6 separate regions of the Mus musculus genome follow, and all the other regions are linked to region 1. The links are chromatin contacts, called in public HiChIP or PLAC-seq and promoter capture Hi-C maps. All regions are on one chromosome and are shown on one strand. Each heading gives the region's core, a stretch centred on a gene start, on an enhancer-like site or on the middle of the called end of the contact. The rest is flanking DNA. Distances are from core to core; before and after follow the strand shown. Region 1 holds the start of Gid4 (GID complex subunit 4, VID24 homolog). Region 2 holds the start of 2310033P09Rik (RIKEN cDNA 2310033P09 gene). Region 3 holds the start of Ulk2 (unc-51 like kinase 2). Region 4 holds the start of Wnt9a (wingless-type MMTV integration site family, member 9A). Region 5 holds the start of Akap10 (A kinase (PRKA) anchor protein 10). Region 6 holds the start of H3f4 (H3.4 histone).

Region 1 (4,021 bases), core at 933-3,432:
GGTAGTCAAAGGTGAAAGAAAATAGGAATGTATGAATGAATGGGGCACAGAGAGCTATCTGTAAGTCAAGCCCGTTCTCCTCCTCCCCATACCCCATGACCTCAAGTGATCCTATCTCAGGCTCCCAAGCAGCTGATACATGTGTGTGACGCTACTCTTAGCTTCTTCCTTTGTCTTTACTGGCTTTTTCTGCCCCACTTTTAGGCCTTCGTTTGTGTCCTGATAAGCAAAAATCAGCTCCCTGGTGCATCCACTCCCTTCCCCAGTTATATAAAATCATGGGCTATAGACCATTGAACGGCTCACCACGTATAGACGCTGACCACTAAACCCAACATCCTCAGTTCAGTCCCTCAAAGCCACAACCAAGTCCTGCTGGTTGTCCTCTGACCTCCATGTGCATGCCAAGTGCACACACAGATATATACACACTAAATGAAACAAGAAATTATGGGATTTACAGCCTAAAGAATTCTTAAAGGCAATCTCATGCTTCAGATCACCAAAGAAAGCAACATCATACATGCCCAAGACCACAGTACCTCAGAGATTTTGCCAACAACAGACCCCAGGTTTGTACTCTTATGCCAATTGCCAAACTGCCTATGGAATTGTTGCCTAATGAGGGCAGTGTTGCAGCAAGACCTCTAACACCCAGTCATCACCTCTGGACATGTTACACCCCCTTTCTCCCCCATCAAACTCTTACTCATCTCTCAAGCCCCAGTTTAAATGCCCTTTCAATCACCCTGTACACGCTCATCCTTGTGATTTCTTAAGTCCTTCATAGTTCCCATATCACAATATATTGCAAACTATTGTTTCGTAAGCATAATGAATCCTGCATCTGATGTTGAGAATCATTCAGGTGAGACCACATGCCCTCAACACAAAACAACTAACTGAATTTAGAGAGGTCATCACTACTTTTCATTCACTGAAGTGAACCTCACTTGTAGCAATCTCTCTTTCAGAAGCAATGAAATAACCTTCTTTCAGTCTTATTACAGTCCTTAGTAGGTCAAAGAAGCCTGGCATAAACTCCCACTTAGAGAAAGCTGCAGAGAATGCAGAGGCTGTGGCACTGCACTAGGACAGAGGGCCCGCAAACCCCTAAGGAAGTGTGCTGTGTGTGGTGGAAGACTTAAGGCCTGCCTCTGTGCCAAGTCTTCTGCTGGGTCCTGAGGACACAACACAGTCATGAGGACACAACACAGTCAGGTCAGTCTTTGCCTTCCATAGCCTCAACCAGTCTGCTCTGTGACCTTGGATGTCCTGATTGAAAGCCCAAATTTTCCTTTCTGAATCCAACTAAGACACCTGCTCCCCTTTAAAAGGAAAAACAAACAAACAAACAAACAAGCAAACAAAAAAACCCTGAAGCTGGGAGGTGGTGGTGGTGGTGGTAGTGGTGGTAGCACTCAGGAACTAGAGACAGGAGGATCTCTGAGTACGAGGCCAGCCTGGTCTATAGAGTGAGTTCCAGAGCAGCCAGGGTTACACAGAAAAATCCTATCCCCGAAAAAATAAAAAGAAAAGAAAAAATAAAGGAAATTGAGAAAAGCCTCAAGAGCCAAATATCTCGTGTCCTGGGCACGCTGTGTCCCCTAAAGTCACCCTCGCACTTGTTTGGATGTCATTTTTCAAATTGAAACAGAACTCTGTTGCTCTAAATATTCGCATAGGCCTGAACCCTGCCTGTCACCCCGCATTGCACGTCAGAAACCTTCCTCCAGGTGAGCCCGACTTGGCTCCTGACCAAAAAGTCACATTATGTCCGGGCCTCACCTGTTGGCGGGACATAGGCCCGGGCCGGAGGCTGCGGAGCTGGCCCCGGCCATACTGAGACGGTGGGGTCACTGAGACGCCGGTCCAAGAGACCGCGCCACCGGTCCCTCAGCCGGGGGTAGATTCGCCACATCCTGCCCAAGGACCTGGGTGGACACATGCGTGGAAACAGAGTACAGGAAAAGAGCGAAGAGAACCCCACACCCCTCGCTGGTTCTGTACGGAAACCTCTCACCAAGGGTTCATAGCCCTCAGCCTCCTCAGCACGCCGCCATCTTCCTCATGACACCTACGGCGCGCCGTCGCAGCCGTGCGCCCCGCTGCGCGCCACTCCCGCCCCCGTCAATCAGCATCATAAACGTGCTCGCCACGCCCCCTCCATGCCGCGCCACGGGAAGAAAACTACAAGTCCCAGAGGGCCGTTCGCGCTCTGCGCCACGTGCTTTCTCTGTCCGCCAATGGGCGGAAGCGCCGCGTGAGCTTGCTCCCGCCTCTCCAGCGCGCCCGCGCCAATTGGAAGCTGCAGAGTGTGTGTGTGTTTGTGTGTGTGTGAGCGCGCGCGTGTGTGTGTGAGCGCGTGTGTATGAGTGAGTGAGTGTGTATGCGCGTGTGTGTGTGTGTGCGTGCGTGCGTGTGTGTGTGTGTGTGTGTGTGTGTGTGTGTGTGTGTGTACCCGCGAGGGCAAGTGGGAAGGGAGACCCAGCTCAGGTCTGGGAGGCCCTGCTTGCAGGTCTCCGGGTCCAGGTGGCAACACGAGCGCTTGGTCTGGCCTCAGCGGGCGGGTGGTTCCCCGGCCCCTCCCCCGCGCGTGCGCGCCCGGGTCCGCCCTCCCCGCAGCTTCGGCTCCCGCGCGGCGGCGGCGGTTCCTTCCCCCTCCCCCAGCCCTGGCTCCGGGGGACCCCGCGATGCCGGTCCGCACCGAGTGTCCCCCGCCGGCGGGTGCCTCAACCACATCCGCGGCCTCACTCATCCCGCCGCCGCCCATCAACACCCAGCAGCCCGGCGTGGCCACCAGCTTGCTCTACAGCGGCTCCAAGTTCCGTGGCCACCAGAAGAGCAAGGGGAACTCGTACGACGTAGAGGTGGTGCTGCAGGTGAGCGCCAGGCGGCAAGGCCGGGCCCGAGGGCCTCCTCGCGGCGCTCACGGGCCGGGCCTGCCCTGGGCTCCTCGAGCCCTCAGCCGCGGACCAGGCCCTCTCACTGCCGGGGCCTCCTGCACCCGGCGCCTCCCACCGGGACCTGCCCAGCTGATGTCACACTCTCGAACCCTACCCCTAGCCCACCCCTAGACTCAGAGCCTGTAGTGGCCAGTCTCCGACAGACCCCGAAGACTGTCCCACACTTAGAGCCTTTGACTCGCCGGCTTGGGCATCCGGAAGCTCCCCCATGACTAGCCGTCCTTTAGCCTGAGTCGGTTCTTCCCAAGTCCTGTCCTCCCTACACCAGCCAGCCCTCCCACCAGTCCCTGTCGGATCCTGAAAAACTCTCCATTGGCTGCCCCAAACTCAGTACCTCTCGATAGCGGCCAGTGTCACATTCTCCCGGAATGAAGCTTTTCCTCTGACCCCAACTCCATCCTGAGTGCCAGGGACATTGCTCCTTAGGAGAACTCAGTCAGCCCACTGCTGACGGGGGAGAGGTGGCCAACCTCCCTCCATTGGCTGAGACAACCCACAGAGGTTGAGGCTCCCCAAAGACCAGGGAGCCTCACACCCAAATATCTCCAGTTGCACCACTTAGTGTTAAGACCTTGTCTCGTGGGGCCTTCCAGTACCAAAACCCGGCGTCAGTCAGTTCATAGGCATCCGCTGCTACACTTTGCTTCCTGTCCCAGGCTTCTTACCCTACCCTGCTGTGGCTCCTTCCCATCCCTGGCAGTCCCCCTGGCCTCTCCCCAGACCTCGCACCTTGATCTAGCTGGTTGCTATTGCTGGCTGTAGTGTTGCTGATTGTTATCTGCATAGCTCCAGAGTTTCCTCCGAGCCTCAGATGCCTAAGTACTGGGAAATCTAACACAGTTTTGTTTTGTGTCCACTTACCTCCCCCTATTTGACCTGGATATCTGAGTACTGGCTGGTGGCTGCCAGTCCCTGAACAACTTTGAAACTTCAGCTTCATCTTCTCTGGGCCTTTCTTTTCCAGAACTCCACCTCTTTCTCTCCCCCTTGAAGCTTTTCCCAACTGAAGGAGATTGGTGGGAGTAGATATTTCTCTTTTATCTATCTCCCCTCTC
Region 2 (4,028 bases), core at 1,033-3,532, 1.2 Mb before region 1:
CAATATGTAAACCAGGCCTGACCTCCTGAGAGCTGGGATTAAAGGTATCTGCCATCATACACAGCTTCAGACCTCTGGGTTTTAAACACTGCTATAAAGCTGGTTGAGAAGTATTTGGACAGTGGACAGGAAGTACCAGCAACTAACAGCTCTACTTGCCTACTATTAGAAACCCCCAAGGTAAACTCCTGGATCACATACACCCTGCACTCATCCTTCTCACCTCCACCCTTAATAGGGCCTTTCCTAAAAGACAACCGGGGGAGAAACACTTCCCTGCCCTTGGGAACCCAGGAGTGTGGCCAGGCAGTGTGTCTTGAACCCCTGGTGTACTCCATTCTGCAGAATAAGTGACTATGTAAACCAAATCTATGAGTAGCTGCCTGAACCTTTGTACTCCTGATGTTGGTATAAAATCCCACTGGCTTCCTCCAGACGAAGGAGCACACAGAATAGCTAACCTCAAAAGCAGGCCTGGGATTATCCAACCCTTCATCGTGTTACTCCATTACTTGACATTCTGGGTGTCACTAGAATAGGTGATTATACAAGGATGCACAGGCCTTAGAACCGTTCTAGACATTTGTCCCGTGACCTCCCAGACCCATAGTCCACCTCCTCCTTAGCGTCACCTAGTATGCATTCTGTGATCTGACCATGCAGCTCGACCTTCCGTGTCCTAAGCATACCTGGCCTGGTTAAAGGTGAAGGCCCAGAAGCTGCTCCCTGGCTTTCTGGAGACCTTTCCTAGGAGACGGCTAGTATGCTCTTCTTTTGCTGTGGCCCACATGACTGACCGATGCTCCCTTATTGTTGCAGATTTTGTTGTTTACTGGAAAAAAACATTTCTAATTGTGTGCCTCAGCCTTAGTACACACCTTTAATCCCAATGAAGGTAAACTTAGTTAGAAAGAAGCACCCATGTTTGAAAGTGATTTCCAGTGACTCAGGGAGATTTGACAGAATAGGATATGCCTATCTCTCATGAGAACAGAGAGGAAAGAAGTGACTTAGGGGAAAGAATAGGAGAGGGCAGTTTACTGGGACCATTGTACAGAGACAGGTTGCAGAGAAAGAACAAACTAGCCAGGTGAAGACAGAACGAGCCAGAAAATGAGCCAGAGATTAGAACATAATACCAAAGGTCGTATGAGGCCAAGCAGAGCAATTCGGGGGAAGCTGGAAGAAGCCAATTTGAATCATTCAGTGTGGAGGAGTCTGAGCCAGAATAGCTGAGTTGACCACCCAGCTAGATAGAGTTCAGAAGAGCATTAAAGGGTGAGCTTATTCAGCAATAGGTCTCAGAGGTTGAAAACATTCTAGGCCAAGATAAGATTGTATGGAGGCTAGAAGCTTCCAGGACAAGGCCTGGGTTAGCAGACAGAGGCGGTAAGCTTCAGAAATGACAATTACATCAGGCAAATAAAGGATACGTTTCCACTTTATTGTGCAGCTCCCCTTGGGACCATCCATTCATCCCGAGTATGATCTTGTTCTGAGGAATCTGTCCCAACTGTGTCCTCTAAAGCCAGGCCATGACCTCAGGGCTCATACCAAGAGCCTCACAAGCTGTGGCAGGTACTCAACGTGTTCAGGATGAAGACATAAAAATGAGGCTGTCTTGGTCTATTTGGGATGCTAGAGAGTTCCAGGATGGGTATTTTTTCAGACTAGGGATGAAACCCAAGACCATCATGTTAAGCAAGTGATCTGTCATTAAGATGTAGCTCAGTTTCTGTTCATTTTGAGGCGCAGCCTCAGTAAATTGCCCAGTAAAGCTTCACCTGCAGAGAACACAGATCGCTCTGGTTTAGGGATGCTTTGGCTTTCATGTCACATACGCATATTCTGTCACCCAGAGCATGGAAGAGTGAATCCATGTTTCTTTGGTGACTTTATCTGTCCCTCTGTTCCGTGAAGGTTTGCCATTATTTAACTTAGTTTCAACAGTGACCCGGGACCTTTGGAGTTAGCATTCTTGGCTTTCCAGAAAGCAAGGGGCCGGCCCCTCCTGGTGTCACTAAGGTTTTGTAGTGTCCCCTTCCACCGAGATTCCTTCACACGAGAGTTATCAGGTGGGATAGCACAGCCGCCTTTTTGAGGAGCTATTGCGCAGGCGCACGTGGCACTAGGATGAAGGATGCGCCAGAGAAGCCCTGAACGCCCTTTAGAAAGAGGATCTTGATTGATAAGGCCCTCGGATACGCAGTGCGCAGGCGCACGGGCACGTTAGCGAGAGCGCAGGCGCGCGCGGGGGCGCGAGAGTGACGTCACGGCGTGCGTCCGGAGTGCTGCGGGAAGTCCGACTAGAGACCGCGGGTACTGAAGGCTGTGCAGTGGCTCCAGCGCCATGTTCGGCTCCAATCGCGGTGGCGTGCGTGGCGGACAAGACCAGTTCAATTGGGAGGACGTGAAGACTGACAAGCAGAGGGAGAACTACTTGGGCAACTCGCTGATGGCGCCAGTAGGCCGCTGGCAGAAGGGCCGCGACCTCACCTGGTACGCGAAGGACCGCGCGCCGTGTACCGGCCCGAGCCGTGAGGAAGAGCTGGCAGCCGTGCGCGAGGCGGAGCGTGAGGCGCTGCTGGCCGCACTGTAAGTGCCTGGTCTGCGGGGCGACCGCAAGCCCCGAGGGCGGGATCTGGGTGGCCCTGGGGCGGGGCTGGATGTGGGCGGGGCACAGGAAAGAAGGGGACCGAGGGGCCAGACCCTTGATGAGCATTCCTGACCTTTGCTCGCAGTGGTTACAAGAACGTGAGGAAACAGCCCACCGGCCTGAGCAAGGAGGTGAGTCTGAGATATGGGTTCGAGGTCCGCGGGGTGGTTGGGGGGGGGTGGGGGGGTCCGTCTGTCTCGGCCTAGAACCTCCTATCTTACCCTGCTTTCGCAGGACTTCGTGGAGATCTGCAAACGGGAAGGAGGAGACCCCGAGGAGAAGGGCGTGGACCGGCTCCTGGGCTTGGGCAGCGCCAGGTTAGGCTAGTTGGGGAGTCCAGGGTAGGCCTGGGCGGTGATTGAGAACTGTCCTCAAATGCTCTGTCCCCTGCAGTGGCTCCGCGGGCCGTGTGGCGCTATCCCGAGAAGACAAAGAGGCTGCCAAACTTGGGCTGTCAGTGTTCACGGTAAACCCTGTCAAGCCCAATGCACAGGATCCTGGGGTTTAGAGGTGTCTGAGATGTGGGGCAGGATTCCCTGGGTGTTCCTCACCACGGCTACTCATGTCATACAGCACCACCGTGTGGACAGCGAAGGCCCAAGCACTGCCCCAACTGCTCCCAGGAAGAAGCCTCGCGCTGAGGACAAGGTCGAACCGGAGTAAGTTGAGTCTGCCTCCCTGTGCATAAAGGGGCAGACTGCCTTAGCTCTCTTAGTTTGACTGAAGTAGGCGGACCTCCATCTCTGGGCTGGAGTCTCAGTAGCTGCCATAGGTGACCCAGCAGGGTGACGCTCAGGACCATGATACTGGCCAGTTTGGTGGGAGGTGCTTGTGGGGTGGGCGGCACACAACTTTCTTTAATCCCAGCATTTGGTAGACAGCAGGCTGATCTCTCAGAGTTCTCACAAGCTGGTACGTGTGTCTGGTTACTTCTACTTTTGTGTCATCTCAACTTTGTACCTAGGTAAAATAGTGAGTTCCAAGCTAGACAAGGCTGCATAATGAGAACTTGTCTCCAAGGAGAGAGGAGGCTCACCAGGTTGGCAGCATTCCAGCACTCATCTTTGTGGCCATGGAGCCTAATAAGCTCATTTATAAATATGAACTCCCGACATGTAGATATTATCAGTGCACAATGGATCCTGTTCTAGTCTGCCTTTCCCTGCTGGGTGAGACTACCCCACAGTCGAGTAGACACGAGTCCTTCAAGCTCGGATCCTTTGTATTGTTTCTTGCAGTGCAGAGAGCCATAAGAAAAGCAAGAAAGAAAAGAAGAAAAAGAAGAAGAAACACAAGAAACACAAAAAGAAGAAAGACAAAGAACATAAGAGGGAGGCTGACAGCTGCTCCTCATCTCCCTCTCCTCCCCGGT
Region 3 (3,934 bases), core at 858-3,357, 1.4 Mb after region 1:
TTTGGGGCCAGCCTGAACTACACAGTGAGTTTCAAGTCAACCAAGGTCACATAGCAAGACAAGACCCTATCTCAAAGTAAACAAACAAATCTTTGAAAATAGCTTCAGAATACTCTGTAACTCAAAACAGCAACAAAAACAAAACACATGCAAAATGAACAGCAACTAAAAATTATCAAACTTTAATCCAACTACCAAACTTCAAAGGATGTTATAACATGCTCTTTTAACTCAGGGTAACTTTTAACTCAGACTGTGATAGGTATTCTAAAATAGCATACCTTTAAGATTTTTATTTCCTTTCCAAGCAGAATTTGTGATTTTGACAAGTTCTTTTTATTAATACTTTTAATAGCCACCTCCCAATCAGTTTTCTAAAAAGGAAAAAAACAGTGTTATGCCTGAAAATTATAACATAGAAACAACTCAATAATAAAAGCTGTAAATTTATTTTTAGCCACTCAATGTATATGTGGTAGTGGGGAAACATGGCAAAGACCTCAAATCTCAAACTAAAAAACTGATTTCATAAACAACACAATACATAGCAATGTCCTACAGCACTAGTCATTAAAAGTTGTAAATACAAAGACCATATAGGATCAGTTGAAAAAAGTTTACAGTCACATAGGAGTTATGGATAAATAAACTTGGGAAGTGATAGAGTTTAATGAAGTTATCCTGGCTGGATTACACTGCTCTTATTTTTTTTCCTTGACTTTTAAGTTATTTCATAATGAATAAGACATAGACGACAGTACCTTTTTAATAGGCACTCTTGAAACAAACAGAATAACCAAAGCTTTTTTTTTTTTTTTTAATTACTTCCAGTCTCAATGTGCCTTCTCAAATTCTTTAGATTCTATAACCTCGTGTGACCTATTTGCGAAACAGTGGCTTGGAAAAAACAAAGAAACAACAAAAAAAAAAACCCAAACAACTGAGGTTTGAACTTGCATCTACGTTGTATTATTAGGTTAGGGTCCAACTACCTTTGTCACTTATTTCCTCTAACTCAAAAAGGGGAGGGATACTACAAAGCTCCCCCAGACACAGAGGAACGTGATAGTCTGAGAAAGCTTCAGACTAACGGGAAACGCGCCCGTTTTCCGCTGGGTGTGCAATTATCCACGGTAAAGGTGACAAGCTCCGGAAAGCCCGGGGCAGGGAGAAGGGACAAAGGTCCACCGACCCATAGTATGGACAAGCACATTACACTGTGCAAACACTGGAGTCCTAGTCGCTTCGGGACCAGTGGCTTCTCTGAGCAGCAAGTCCCCGGGCGCACCTCGGTTACCCAGCACACTGTCAGGGAAGAACATCAGTGGCTCTGCGCCCGTCGGTAGGTGGAGCTCAGCCTAGCGGCTCTGGCCTCCAAAACAAACCCTGCGACAGTGACAGCAAGCACAAAGGCAGGCAGGCCCGGGGAGCCCTGCCCAGCGGCCAGGACCGGGGCGCTGGCTCCCCAGTTTCGCACCAGACAACGGGCCGGCGGCGCTCACCTGGCGGTGCCGCCCCCGGAAGACCACAGCGAAGGCCCCGTGTCCCACGAGGTCCCGCTTGCAGTACTCGAAGTCGCCCACCACCTCCATGGCCGCGCCCCCGGGACATAGAGCGCTAGGGTGGGCAGGCGTGGCGGAGAACCGGGATCAGCACCGCGGGCCCGAGGGCCCCAAGCACGCCCGCGGGCGGCGGGACAGGGGCAGCCACGGCCCCGGGCCCGGATGGACACTCATGCCGAGAGGCCGGAGCGGAAACGGGACGGGCCGCCGCGCGGAGCCGGGGTCAGCGAGGCCTGGGCCCGGTCGCTTCTCATGGCCCGGGCCGCCGTCGGCCGCGGGGCTCTAGCCAAGCGGCCTGGGCACTGCCCGGCCGAGGGCACCGCCGCCGTCACTGGGCGTACCCGGAGCTACCCGCGCGCCTGACAGCGGTGCAGGGCCGGGGCCGCGCCATCCCCGCAGGTGCGGCTGCCTCCGCTTGTTGCGCCCGCGGCGCTGCTGTGTAGCGGCCGCCGCCCTGGAACCCGCACAGCCGCGGTGGCGGCTTCTGCCTGCTTCGCGGGAGCGCCCAACGCACGCGCGCGCGCCGGCCGCTCCGCGCCGACTACCGGCCCTGTGCGACGTCAGCGCGTCTTGTAGGACGATGCGCCCCAGTCCTGCTCCCTCCGCCGAGAAAAGGAGTGCGCACCCCGGGACGCGGCGCCAGGCACCGGGGCGAGTCTGCAGTCACTGGAGCGAGTTGGCGAGCAGGGGTGTGGGGAGGAGGCCGCGGCTGCTTAGGAACGGGCGGCGGGCTCGGCTCCGCTCGGCTCGGCGCCCGCGGCTAGCTAGAGCCCGCCACGCCCTGACCTGAAGCCACCCTCTAAGAGGCGGATCTTGAACTCCGGCCCCGGGAGTCGCTGAGGCGGTGCAGACACTGGAGACAAAAACTCCGGGAGCTGCCTTTCAAATCCAGACCGCAAACTGCTAGACAACCCACCTAAGGGATAGGGTCTGACTGGAACCTGCGCCTTCTGGGGGTCTCTAGACTTCTGAGGGAGGCTCAGAACCTCCTTTCTAAGGAGGCGCTTCATCACACCAGTCAACTACCAGTTTGCCTCGGGCTTTTTTTTTTCCTCGGATTGTTTAGGTGAAAAATGATAGTCAACTTTTGCTCAAGAAAGCATTACAAAGCCATGGTAAACAATATGTGTGACCCCATACCTAAGTGTGTGTTCAGGTTTGGGGATGTTGCTGTCAATTTCATCGCCTGCCCCTGAAACAACTCCTCTCACCTCTCTCACTTCTCTCACCTCTCCCTCTCTGTCTCTGTCTCTCTCTCCTCTCTTCTTCCTCCTCCTCCCCTCCCCCCTCTGATTTTACTTTTATGTGTATGGGTGTTTTGCCTGCATATATGTGCACCACGAGTGCACCTAGTGCCTGCAGAGGCCAGACCAGGGTGTCGATCTGAAACTGCAATTACAGATAGCTATGAGCCACAATGTAGGTACTAGGAATCAAACCTGAGTCCTCTGGAAGACTAGCCAGTGCTCTTAACCACTGAGCCGTATCTCCAGCCAGCCCTCTGGAACTCATCTTGACAAACAGGTAGAAGCCCTAAAAACCTTCAGCTTTGAGACAGGTCAGGAATCTGAAAGCAATGTCTCTAGTCCATTTTCTTTTCCTAAAAAAAGAATACCACAGACTCAGTAAGTCCATTTTCCATTGCTAGAACAAAATGCCCCAGGCTTGGCACCTTATAAAGAAATGAGATTTATGCAGCTCACAGTTTTGGAGGCTGACACCCCAAACAGCAAAGCACCAGCTCTGACAAGGAGCTCATGAAAAAAGGCTTCACAAGGGACTATGGGACAGAAAGAGATCACAGGGCAAAGAAACCAGAGACTGAGAAGGGACCAGTGTTACGACTGTATAACAACTCACTTTTGAAAGAACCCGTATCACAGTCTCTCAATTCAACTTACTTCTTGCCACACGGAGGACCAAGCATCCACCACAGGAAACTTTGAGGAACACATTCAAACCATCCAAACCATAGCAGTAAAGTAAAAATTGTTTTCTTAAGCACAGAAAAATCTTGTCTTGAAATACCAAACAAACAAACAAACAAACAAACACCAAACACTAGAAAACAAAAAGTTTTTAAAAGATGTATTTATTATTATATCTAAGTACACTGTAACTGTCTTCAGACCCACCAGAAGAGGGTGTCAGATCTCATTATGGATGGTTGTAAACCACCATGTGTTTGCTGGGATTTGAACTCAGGACCTCTGGAAGAACAGTCAGTGAGTGCTCTTAACTGCTGAGCCATCTTTCCAGCCCCCCCCCTTTTTTTCTTTTTTTAGTTCTAGTCCACAGAAGTGGCACAAAGCATCCTAAGATGAGATCCAGGAAGTAGTGAGGGGGCCTAGGCCAGCTGGAATATTTTTTTT
Region 4 (3,757 bases), core at 532-3,031, 1.1 Mb before region 1:
GAAGCAATCTCGTGCCTTTAAATATGTCATCGCTCAGCGTCTCCCGTCTCCTGCTTCTTCCTAGGAGCGGGAGCCAGGCCTCCAGGTGGAAGTCTCCCTGATGCTGCTCCCCACCCCCCCAACACACACACCACCCCCATGCTGCCATGGCTGGAGCTGCCTTCTGGGTTCATTTTGATGCAGAAGCACCATTGGATGGCGATGTGGGGTGTAGGTGGGTTCCCAGCAATGGGGAGCGATACGAGTCCCCCTGACCGTGTAGTTAAATGGGCCTCTGATGGGGAAACCAAGGCTCGGAGAGGAAGTGATGGGCTCTCCCGACCCCTCACTCAGCCACACACCCACCACATATGGAAGCTTTTCAGTCAGGACAGGGTATATTCACTTGGGTGGTCCACACCCACAGGAGTAACCTGCTTGGCTCTGACCAGTGCGGAGGCTGATGTGATTTTTTTTTTTTCACTCATTTCCTCCTCTGCTTTCCTTTGGAGCCGTGACAGGTGGCTGAGCAGTTGCTGTGCACGGCTAGACAACTCAGCCTCCCAGAGGAGCTCAAAACCCTCAGACTTGGAGGTCTCCCATCCAGAATCAGCCCCTCTAAGTTGAGAAGGCGGTGGCTGGTAAGGAGGTTTGCCTTCCAGGGTGTGGAGCTTGCCCCTGTAAGCCCAGGTCAGGGAGGCACGCTAGTGTTGGAGGTCCCTGGGTTTTGTTAGCTTGGCTCTGGTGTGTGTGTGTGTGTGTGTGTCACTGTCTTGCACAGAAAGTGCGTCTCCAGCACGGAAGGTTGACACGCGGTGGGCATGTGTCAGGATCCAATCACTCGGTCCTATTCTCCAGCACTTTGAATGGTCCCTGAATAAGCCGCCCCTCCCCCAATGTCAGGGGACTCTTAAGCAGTCTATTGGGTGCCCTGGGCAATTGTGTTTCTCTGCGTGTTAGTTAAGGTTTGACTTATAGACAATTCAGTCCACGAAGATGAGTCACAGCTCTGGGCTTTCACACAGACCAGTCACCATCCTGGCCAGCGGTCCCCTTCATCTTCCACCCTGTTTGGGGTATGAGGTCCCTGAGTGTCAGTGATATCTGCAGCTAGTAGTCCAGAAGTCCCTGAGGACCATATTGTCCCATCCTCAGGTCCAAGTCGGCCACAGCACCGGCTCTGCAGAAATGCCTTTTTGGTCTCCCTTGGAGAGGTCGCCTTTCCATTCCTCCAGCTACAGCACCCCAACTTTCAGCAGTGGCTCCCTCTTGGCAACATTGGCCCGCGAGTGGATTCGCGTCCCCCCACGCTCCCGCTCTGTAATCCAGTGGCTAACGTCGCTCCCAAGCCACCCAGTCACTATCCCCTCAAGCACAGTCGTCCAAGTTTCTCGGCTCTTGGATGTCTTTCCCGGCGGCCAACACCCGGTCCCTAACTGTCAGGAGACACCCCGGAGCTCGCACTTGTGTCCTGGCTGCAGACACCTAGCCCCGGGGTCTAACCCTGCTCTGTCTCTCAGTCCCGCCCCATCGCTCCTTCTGGCTCCGTTACTCGACCGGGGTTCCCACCGCGCCACGTGCCCAGCCCTCCCCACAGCGCGCCCCAGGCCCGCCCCGCGAGCCGAGCAGCTCGGCGGCCGCGGCGGCGGCGGCGGGCGCGCAGCTCGGATTTCGGCCCGCCCCCGGCGCCGGCGTGACCCCTCCTCCGGGGCGCGGGCGGGCCGAGCCCAGCTGGCCGGCGCCCCGCCCCGCGGCCGCGGCTGCGGACGCTATAAGAGGGCGGCGGTCGCGGCGCGCCCTGCGCGGAGCCCGGAGCGCGATGGTCTGCCGCCGCGGCGCGGCAAGATGCTGGATGGGTCCCTTCTGGCGCGCTGGCTGGCCGCGGCCTTCGGGCTGACGCTGCTGCTCGCCGCGCTGCGCCCTTCGGCCGCCTACTTCGGGTAGGTGCCCGCGGCGGGCGGCCGCGCGAGGGCGGGCGAGGGCGGCGGGGCCGGACGGGGGCATCGAGCCCGGGGTAGCACTCGCCAGGTGCTCGGCGGGGTACACGGGTGGCTTGGAGTCGTTAGTTGGCAGCGAGCGCGCCTCTCGGTCCGCAGGTCGTTGCCCGCCGTGCGCCCTAGAGGTAGAGGGGCCGGTGTCCCCGACGGGCTTGCGCGGGGCCGCGGTCCACGGTGACTCCCGAGTCGCCGCCGCCGCCTTAGGCCGCGGTGTTCCTGCCAAAAGGCTGGAGCCTCCCTGGCCCCTGCCCACTACCCCCCTTCTCTCCTGGAAAAGTTAATTTAACAACAACAAAAAAACACGTACAAAATCCAGATGTTCCTTGCACTGAGCCCCAAAGGGGAGAAAAAAAACCCTCCAAGCTGGAGAAATTTATTTTTCTTGCGCTTTTTTCTGGCGCTCGCCCGAGCCTGGCCCCGACCTCGGCCCTCGGGAACACGTCTGGGAGACCTGACCCCGGGGGGTAAACGCCGCCGCTGTCCCGCGGGGTCGCCGCCCGCACTCGCCTGTCTATGCGTTAGCAGTTTTGCCGCGTTCTTGGGCGCGTCTCTTCACCTTTGGTTCCTTTCGTCCCTCCCTCTCTACTCGCTTTCCCAGGTTTGGGATGCCTGAACCCAGCGATCTTTAGAGGGACACCCACTGCACTTTGAGTTCTCCAAGGTCCTGGGTGGCACCACGCATGGCAGCGCCCCAGCTTTCTCTGCCCTCCCTGCTTATCACCCTTCTTTCCCCCTCTGGGAGACCTGGGTTAGCCCCTCGGGTCGCAACCCTGGTCCTGGGTGATCTGGACTGCGTCTTGGGCCGCCGCCCTTCGCCGGTCACCTGTTCCCTCGCCCCTGGCTTCAGTGGCCGCTCGCAGCGGTGTGGCCGGCAGAGGGCCCCGTTGGTCTAGGAATCTGGCACCCGCCAGGGCAGGGAGAGGCGGCTGGGCTGAGGAACCCTGCAGGTGTATCCTGTTCTCAAAGAAAATAAAATATTTTCATGGGAAATTTTCCCTTTGTGTTTTTCTTTCTCCTCCTTTCTCCTCCGTCTGTCCATTTCTTCTGGGTTGTCTTCCAGGGTCAGTTCCATGTCTCGGTTCCCAGGGTCTCCCCACCCTGGCTCCCCTGGTCCGACCCCTGGGCCTTGGCCTGGCACGCCCCTGCACGCCATCTGTGCAGCCCTAAGCCTCACCCGCGGGCAAGAGGGAGGGCTGAGGATGGCCGTCTGGCCACAGGTCCGCGGTGAGTCACAGCAGCCCATCAGCCAGCTGTGCCTTCCTCTCTTCTGGCCCAGTCAGGCATCTGACACGCCCTGGGCTTGCGTGAGCGGCCACTTTGCTCCTTCTGGGATCTCTGCTGCTGGCCTTGTGGCCCTGGGATTCAGAACCTACAGGTGATGGGGTTAGAATCCTGGTGGCTGTAATGCCTCCCATCCATCCCTCTCTCTCACCCTCGCTTAGCTGGCTTGATACTTTGCATCTTGGGAAAATTCTCTAGCTTGGCGCCTGAAGGGGTGTTGGAACTCCCGGTTCCGTGGCAGGGTTTAAGTACAGGTCAGCTGGCTCCCAAGCAGATACCGAAGACAATACTGATGTATTGCTATGGCTTGGGTCAGCCTCTACTTAGCTCTCTGTTGCAGAGGACCCATTAAGGAAAGCTGACCATGCCTTTGAGCGCTCCTCTCCTGCAGCTGCCCATTAGATCCACTGTCTGGGCTTGGCGGAAAGACCCCAAAGATGGGCAGAGTGGGTACCTGTTGAACCAAGAGTCAGAGGAGGCCTGGGAGGATAGGCTAGTTG
Region 5 (3,616 bases), core at 568-3,067, 1.5 Mb after region 1:
TTGGAATAAAACTCTCGATAATGTGGTGTCTGCCTATCTGCTTCTCTATGCCTCAGCCACAGTGGCCACCTTGCCTTTCCTAAAGGGCACCAGCTCTTTATTCCTGGTACCTCCAGTGTCTTTCCTGACCTCTCTAAAGTTACATTCTACTACTGATCCTCTAGTTTTACGTTTCAAGGTTACATACTGAATTCTTCTAACATCCAACCAAAATAGGTTTTTCTTCATAAATTAGTCTTTCATTACACATCATTCAATTTGTAAGTATATACACACTTTTTTTTTTGGCCTTATTTATTGCCTGCCTTCAGCATCAATGAGTTTCATAGGTACAGAGACTACGTCCATATAACTATTTCATGACACCCTAAGACAGTGTCTGGCAGACTGGACACTCGACAGTGTGTGTTAAATGAACAGACAGAAGTCTGTTGTTCAACTTGAATTAGTCCCATACTTAGAATGCATTCCCCCCCTTAAAAAACAAGCACCACAACACTGTCAACCTAGGTACATTAACAACTCCAGAGATATTAAGACACTTTACTGATAAAGCTTCCTATTATTTACCAGTTTCATTCATTCCCTCACCTAGCATCAACAGACAGCCTCAGTCCTATGAGGCCTTTAGGAATCATCTGATTCTCAGCTGGAAAAAAAGTGGGTTAACCGGCTGTTTCGGGTTACAGAGTTTATGAAAAAGCTATCACGTGAATACAAGTCTGATTTGGTGTTATGTTTAAAAAAAAAAAAGTCTGTCTGATACATCTTCTCAGTAAGAATGAAGAGATACAACCACCTCCACCTAAAGAGATTTGATTGATCAATTTGTGTATGTATATTTAATGAAATACCATAACCCTTTCCAGGATCAAAATCACCTTGCCTCTACTTTAAAAACTAAGTAAGCTTTTACAACTGGACATCCGAAATCTAAGTAGTTCGTTTATAGTAGCAGCAACGGTCTCAATAATTAGTAAAGTTGCTCAATCATCAAAAGCAGTAGTCTTCTGAATACGGAACTTCAGTAGTAAGAAATTTTATTTTAGGAATAACAGTGGGCCCCCTTCCGCTCTCCACCCCCGCCCCCAAAAGAGGAAACTAGAAAATAGCGCTAGTTGAAGAAATAACAGTTGCACGTGGTTTTAGGTATAACCCCCCCCCCCCAATATTCGGAAAAGTCAAGACTTCCTATAAGTAAAGGGATTTCCTTGATCTTCATCCACAGTGCGCGCGTGGATCACACACACATACAAACCTCCAGAAACCAAACACACCAGGAAAACCTTTTCTTTAGCCAACAGGTGTTAATTTCTATGGGTTTAAGCAGACACTTTTGGCCCAAAGCGACAATGCCCCTCGACCTCGCTTGAGGAGGCCACCTTCTTCCCTGCGGAGTCCCGGGCAGCACACTGCACCGCGGGTGTCGGCGCCGAGGCCGAGCGGCTCATCGAGAGCCTCGCGGCCGCCCTGACAAAACCCTTGCAGGTTTGCTGCCCCACCGCTGCCCGAGACCCGGCTCACCCCCCGCCGGCGACCCCTCGGCTACCTTTCCGCCGGAAGAAGGACATGGCGGGGCCCGGGTCGGGGCGGAGGGCGCGGGGGGAGTGTCGCGGGGAGGGCCCGGCTCCCCTCATTCAGCAGCTGGCCGGGACTTCCGGGGCCGCAGGAGCCGCTGCACTAGTCCGAAAACAGCCCCTTCTTCCGGGTGTGGGCGCTGCCGCCACCTCGGGATGCCCCGGCAGCTGCTGCCGCCATGTTATCAACAAGCCACCCGCTTAGAGTTCCGGTCCGTCCGCGCGCGGGGCTTCACGGGAGGCCCCGGCCCCGCCTCCTCCTGCGCACCTCCTCCCGCGGGGCCGGGGCGCGCGCCCGCTCAGCCCACGTGACCTGGCGTCCTCGAGTCCGCGAGCCCTTCCCCCTGGAGGCTTCGGATGACAGCGTCTCTTTGCTGAACCTCCTCCTCTTCGGGAAGCCCCCGCCAGCACTGCTGCGCAGCCTTTTCGCGGAATCTTGCTAAATGCCGCAGGCTGCTTGGCAGCTTTACCCTGCCAGGTCCCCGGGGGATGCAGGCGAGCCTGCAGGACGAGGAGCTGCTCTTATGTAGCTCCCGAAGCTCCCTCCCTCAAAGTGACCTCAGGAAGGAAGGAGAAAAAGAGTGGTAGGCTCATTTTCAGATGAAATCCCTACAGATGCTCAAAACAGAAAGAGCCAGCAACCTGAGCCTCAACAGAGGGCTATTTCTTCCGTTCTTATTCGAAAGCCACCTTCCTATAAATCTTCTGGCTTTCTTAAAGCTTACCCACCTTTAGCGCCCTGGATGGATGGCCACTATAGCTACAACTACTGTCAAAAGCGAACCAGGAACTCGTGATGCACACAGTTGCTGATTTTTATGTTGGATCAGCAAAGTCTACCTGAGACAGAAGGAAAAACAAGTGCAGAAGCGGCAACTTGCCTGATTATTCGGTGTGTTAAAACAGGAACTAAGTAAAGCCTGGAGTCTTAACCATATTATTAGAGCAGGTTAATAAGTTTGCTAGTTTTGTTTCCAAGCCTGTTTGCTAAATGATGAAAAACCATCATAGCTAAACTTATTTATAACATCGTGCACAGATACCATACTAAACCCTCCAGGTTAGTAACAGTCTTTAAACTTGCTCTTGGTATGGAGGAAACTAGGCCAGCTTTCAAGGTCACGCTGGGCAGGAACTGAAAAGGAGAGCAGGGCTGTGGTTGCCCCATGTGAGGTAATGGTGTGGAGGTCTGAGATGATTTGGAAATGAATATTACACTCTGGGCATACCCCTCCCCTATTCCCACCCACTGCCCACCCTTGAAAACCTTTCCTTGCCTAAGAATATTAAGGCAAGCCAGGGGAGGTGCTCTGGTGGTGAAAGCCTTTAACACACTTGGAAGGCAGAAAGAAGCCAGTGGATCACTGAGTCCCAGGTCAGCTTGATTTACTTAGGGAATTTTAGGCCAAGGTGAGACTGTGTCTCAAACAGATAAAAACAAAACAAGGCGTTGAACGATGGCTTAGCAATTAGGAGCACAGACAACACTTGCAAAGGATCCACAGTTAGAGTATCTACTCTGTTCTTAGGCAGAATGGGTGGTGTGTCTTACATTATTCCTTTGCCTTTCCCTTCTGGAGTTCCAGTCTTGGCAGAGACTGTTTTGTATTTGTTAACTATTGGTTAGCTGATCAGGGCAGGAGGAACACCAGACGAATGAGTGAGAAAAATCCCTTAAATGAGCAAAAAGTCAATGGGGTTGAGGGGAGGGCTCTGGCTCCATTAGGATTTCTAGAATCCTTACTCATTCTCTCAGGCTAAATAAACATAAATCAGTGTTGAGGAAGTGTTTTTCAACTCAATTTCCAATGAGGTTTATTCTTTGAGCCCCCCCTACCAGAGATTCTGGAGTTGCTTTTATTCTCTGTGAGAAATAGATTGTTACAGTCCATTTACAGATAAGAAGAAAGCAATAGGCCCCCTAGCTGGTGGCTGGTGCAGGCTTGTCACAGAACTCTAAAAAAGTTACAGGTAGTCTGCTACCCTATTGCTCATGGTCAGAAAAGGAGGAGGGGTGCTATCTCAAGCCCCAAACTATT
Region 6 (3,593 bases), core at 690-3,189, 1.5 Mb before region 1:
ATCCAGCCTTGTATGGTGTGACTTCTCTGGGAAGCTCGGCGCAGTCTAGTTGAAATAAAATAAAAGAAATTAAAAAAAAAAAATTAAGATTACAGCAGTGGCTTCCATAGGTGCAGCGCCCAGCTCGGGAACCAACGCGGTGACAGCTGTAGTCTGGCCTTGCCGAGGTTTGGGGGTGCGGGAGTGTGGGAGCGTGAGCACCGGGGTGTAGAGAAGGTTTCCCGCGTCCTCTGATGGGCACCTCGGCCTTGGGTGCTGGAGAAGCGACGCGCTTTGCCCTCTCCGGCTCCGGAGCATGGGCATGCTCGGGGGCGTTTTCTGATTGGTCAGTCCAAAAGCTCTGACTGATCCAATTGGCTGTGTGAGGTGCAAGATGGACAGCTCCTTCCTCCCTGGCTCCCTCAGAATTTCAAGCCCTGTGTGTGTCGCCGATGTCTCACAGGGTCGTACATTCCCAGAGGCAAGAGTTTCGGTTCTTTCTGAACGTGAAGCTATTTTCCCTGTCACTGTATCCATAAGCTGGCACTAGAGAGTGGCGCGGGCCGGGACGTCCCGGTTCCTGGGCACCACCAATGGACGACCCACGTCCTCCGGTTGGCGTAGCGCCTACCCGCGACCGCACACCGCAGGCACGGGCTCGGGATTCCCCGCTTTGGCGTTCACCGGCGTCAGTTTAAACTACACATACACGTTTGGAAGCAAAACACCATGATTGTCAGTGAGTTCTATTTTTTAACCAAATCCGTAAAGATGCACCACAGTTTGATTTCTATCCTTTTCTGGACTCACGTTTTTTGAAATTATGTGGACGACATTTCTCATCCTCTGACGTGATCTAAATAATCATTATTACTATTGTTTGATACCCTGATTGTGACCTTTGGGGGAATCCTTGAATACAGCCCATGTTATCCTTGAAAGCCTTTGCTTCAGAAATCCTTTTTTTTTTTTTTTTCCTAATTTTCTTTCAGATCTAAAGATGTTTTATTTTGTTTGATAAAGCGTCATTTCAGTGTACTCTAAGCCTCAAAATTATTATCCTTCTGATTCAGCTACCGAGTACTGAAGTTATAAGCATGGACTACTGTTCTTTGAGTCATATCTTCTAGTTTTTTTTTTTTTTTAATTAACGTACGTTAACTGTGCTTAGTAATGGGTTTCATTTTGATAACTTCACACACACACACACACACACACACACACACACACACACACACACACCAGCTCTCCCCTTTTTTTCCTCTTCCCTCTGGTCCCTTTCTCTCTATAAATACCACCCCGACCCCATTTTTATGCTTTTTTTTTTTTTTTTTTTTTAATCTAGCTTCCACATGCTAGAGAACCCATGCCATGCTTTTCTTCCTGCCTGGATCCAGCTTACTTAACACTGTGATCTTGAGTTCTTTCCATTGTTCCAGCAAACGACACAATTTCTTTTCGTTTTTCTCTTTATTTTTTTCCATCTCTACCCCTCCCTATTTTTAAAAAATAGTGTTAATACTATGTAGCCCTGGCTAACCTCAAACACACAGATATCCACCATCCTTTGCCTCCCGAGTCCTGGAATTAAGCTTAACTGCTGAGCTACCTCCAGCCCTCGCCCCCAGGGGCGTCCTCAGACCAGGTGGATGTTTTTTTAGTATTCCAGAACTCAGGAAAACTATGCCTCGTTGTTATATAAAGGAAGCATGCAGAAAGGTTCTAGAAGGTTCTTTGTGTCTTGGGAGTCGAGGCAAGATTGTTTTGTTTTTTTATTTAACAACAACAATAAAAGCTCCAAGAAAGCGACTTGAGTTTTTTCCACAGACCCCGCTGCCCTCCTACCGAGCCGCAACTAACAGTTCCAGAGTCCACACCACTCAGAGAGAATATAAGAGGCAGGGTGTAAAGTCAATCCCCCAATGGACCAATCAGAGTGCAGCATCCCATAATGCCACCTGGTGGGCAGCCAATAGGAATGTAGCTGGGTCTATAAAAGCAGTGCTACTCGCCCCCCACATTGTGCACCTGAGGAGCAAGGGAGGCGGACGATTCAGGAAGATGGCACGCACCAAGCAGACGGCACGGAAGTCGACGGGAGGCAAGGCTCCGCGCAAGCAGCTAGCCACGAAGGTGGCCCGCAAGAGCGCCCCGGCCACCGGGGGCGTGAAGAAGCCGCACCGCTACCACCCTGGCACGGTGGCGCTGCGCGAGATCCGGCGCTACCAGAAGTCCACCGAGCTGCTGATTCGCAAGTTGCCATTCCAGCGCTTGGTGCGTGAGATCGCCCAGGACTTCAAGACCGACCTGCGCTTCCAGAGCTCCGCGGTGATGGCGCTGCAGGAGGCCTGCGAGTCGTACCTCGTGGGGCTGTTCGAAGACACGAACCTGTGCGCTATCCACGCCAAGCGGGTGACCATCATGCCCAAAGACATCCAGTTGGCTCGGCGCATCCGCGGAGAACGGGCTTAGGCTCCCACAGGCACCGCTCATGAACCCAACGGCTCTTTTCAGAGCCACCCACAGAGTCAGAAAAAGTGTCTGTAACGTAGACTTAGGTGTCCTGTCTCCTCAGGAGGTGAAGACAAGGTGGCCGGCAATCGAAGTGTCTCCCCAGATCAGTCTAGAGGGCTTAGCAGCTAATCCTTGCCCATTGAGCTATTTGACTTGCAGCTCCGTCCTATTCTAACCTGCCTTCCCTTGATAGGTATAGTGGCCTGAGCCCTTGTACTACAAGATGATGGTTGTGTTGCTGACTGGTTTTACCAAGTGAAGGTAGCTCCTACCGGCAGTAAACGTGCTATGTTTGCATAGTTGATAGTATCCAAACGCATCTGCTCAGTAACCAAGTTACTTATGTTTTGTGTTTTAAGGCTCATAATGCCTGGTATTAAAAAGGCTAGCTATTCCTGTACTTGAAAAGTTGGCCTTTCTCCTGATGGAAAGCCCAGTGAACTGCCTTTGATTAAAGTTAATTTTGCCCATCTGTTAACGGCGGCAGCAAAAGAGTCAGGAAAGTGTTAACTTACATATTTCCAGGGGACACATCCAGAGAATCCTGTCTTAAACGATTCCTGTAGGGTACGAAAGTCTAGCTGTTGTCTTGACTCAACCTGAGTTGTAAGCAATAGGAACCTCTCTTATCAAAAGGATGTTTTGCGCTGGAGTTTAATTCTCTGAGCCTTGGTTTTTCATACTGTCCAGTACTGTATGACTTCTGAGCCATACAAAAAGGGTGGTGTTCAGAGATGACCGGCATGGAGACTAACCGGCTTGATCAGAAATCAAACTGGGAGGAACCCGAGATGGTTAACTGAACTGCATTAGTGGAGGGCTGAGGGGAATAGCCTGAATAAGCCTGTGAGGTTAACACAGAAAACTTTACCTCTCCTTTGTAGTGGAATCACTCATTAATGCCAATGTTAAATACATAAATTACTCCTAGGGTGTGCATATAATATAAGTATGCAACTGAAGAGTTTTGAAGCCCATTATGTCTCCAAGCCCAGGGATGGGGGAGCAGGGGAGGGCAAGGAGGCAGAGGGGAGGTAGAGGGGGGCAGGATGGGGGGGTGGGTGAGTCTAAAGACTGTTTGTGTAGCCTTGGCTGTCCTG

What was found. Promoter capture Hi-C pulls out the DNA fragments that hold promoters and counts their contacts. HiChIP or PLAC-seq counts read pairs in DNA pulled down with a chosen protein or histone mark.
Region 2: an H3K27ac HiChIP or PLAC-seq map of thymic regulatory T cells shows a contact between it and region 1, with 7 times the contacts expected there. The contact joins the promoter of 2310033P09Rik here to the promoter of Gid4 in region 1. A contact is called at or near these places in 2 of 39 promoter capture datasets (hematopoietic stem and progenitor cells and liver), 1 of 484 Hi-C or Micro-C datasets (B cells), 2 of 115 datasets of contacts at active chromatin or transcription factors (large pre-B cells and thymic regulatory T cells) and 1 of 9 other capture datasets (liver).
Region 3: a contact with region 1 is called in a promoter capture Hi-C map of liver, with 4 times the contacts expected there. The contact joins the promoter of Ulk2 here to the promoter of Gid4 in region 1. A contact is called at or near these places in 3 of 39 promoter capture datasets (hippocampal neurons, liver and pre-B cells).
Region 4: a contact with region 1 is called in a promoter capture Hi-C map of liver, with 3 times the contacts expected there. The contact joins the promoter of Wnt9a here to the promoter of Gid4 in region 1. A contact is called at or near these places in 2 of 39 promoter capture datasets (liver and pre-B cells).
Region 5: a promoter capture Hi-C map of liver shows a contact between it and region 1, with 4 times the contacts expected there. The contact joins the promoter of Akap10 here to the promoter of Gid4 in region 1. A contact is called at or near these places in 2 of 39 promoter capture datasets (liver and pre-B cells).
Region 6: a contact with region 1 is called in a promoter capture Hi-C map of pre-B cells, with 5 times the contacts expected there. The contact joins the promoter of H3f4 here to the promoter of Gid4 in region 1. A contact is called at or near these places in 6 of 39 promoter capture datasets (the C10 cell line, hippocampal neurons, liver and 2 more) and 2 of 9 other capture datasets (adipose tissue and liver).

What each region holds. Positions count from the first base shown.
Region 1 is chr11:60,414,963-60,418,983 of GRCm38.p6, forward strand. Gid4 (GID complex subunit 4, VID24 homolog) reads left to right here and starts at 2,183. Exons shown (of 6, transcript NM_025757.4): 1 at 2,183-2,882. The coding sequence starts at 2,694. It overlaps Atpaf2 (ATP synthase mitochondrial F1 complex assembly factor 2), which reads right to left and starts at 2,072. Exons shown (of 8, transcript NM_145427.3): 1 at 1,789-2,072. The coding sequence starts at 1,948.
Region 2 is chr11:59,206,079-59,210,106 of GRCm38.p6, forward strand. 2310033P09Rik (RIKEN cDNA 2310033P09 gene) reads left to right here and starts at 2,283. Exons shown (of 7, transcript NM_024210.2): 1 at 2,283-2,595; 2 at 2,742-2,787; 3 at 2,891-2,973; 4 at 3,050-3,122; 5 at 3,230-3,315; 6 at 3,895-4,026. The coding sequence starts at 2,351. Mrpl55 (mitochondrial ribosomal protein L55) reads left to right here. Exons shown (of 4, transcript NM_001302336.2): 4 at 1-60.
Region 3 is chr11:61,852,985-61,856,918 of GRCm38.p6, forward strand. It overlaps Ulk2 (unc-51 like kinase 2), which reads right to left and starts at 2,108. Exons shown (of 27, transcript NM_013881.4): 1 at 1,503-2,108; 2 at 282-374. The coding sequence starts at 1,592.
Region 4 is chr11:59,305,149-59,308,905 of GRCm38.p6, forward strand. Wnt9a (wingless-type MMTV integration site family, member 9A) reads left to right here and starts at 1,782. Exons shown (of 4, transcript NM_139298.2): 1 at 1,782-1,919. The coding sequence starts at 1,825.
Region 5 is chr11:61,928,440-61,932,055 of GRCm38.p6, forward strand. It overlaps Akap10 (A kinase (PRKA) anchor protein 10), which reads right to left and starts at 1,818. Exons shown (of 15, transcript NM_019921.3): 1 at 1,550-1,818. The coding sequence starts at 1,637.
Region 6 is chr11:58,959,772-58,963,364 of GRCm38.p6, forward strand. It overlaps H3f4 (H3.4 histone), which reads left to right and starts at 1,940. Exons shown (of 1, transcript NM_001318003.2): 1 at 1,940-2,502. The coding sequence starts at 2,041. The coding sequence ends at 2,451. It also overlaps a transcript of Trim17 not described here.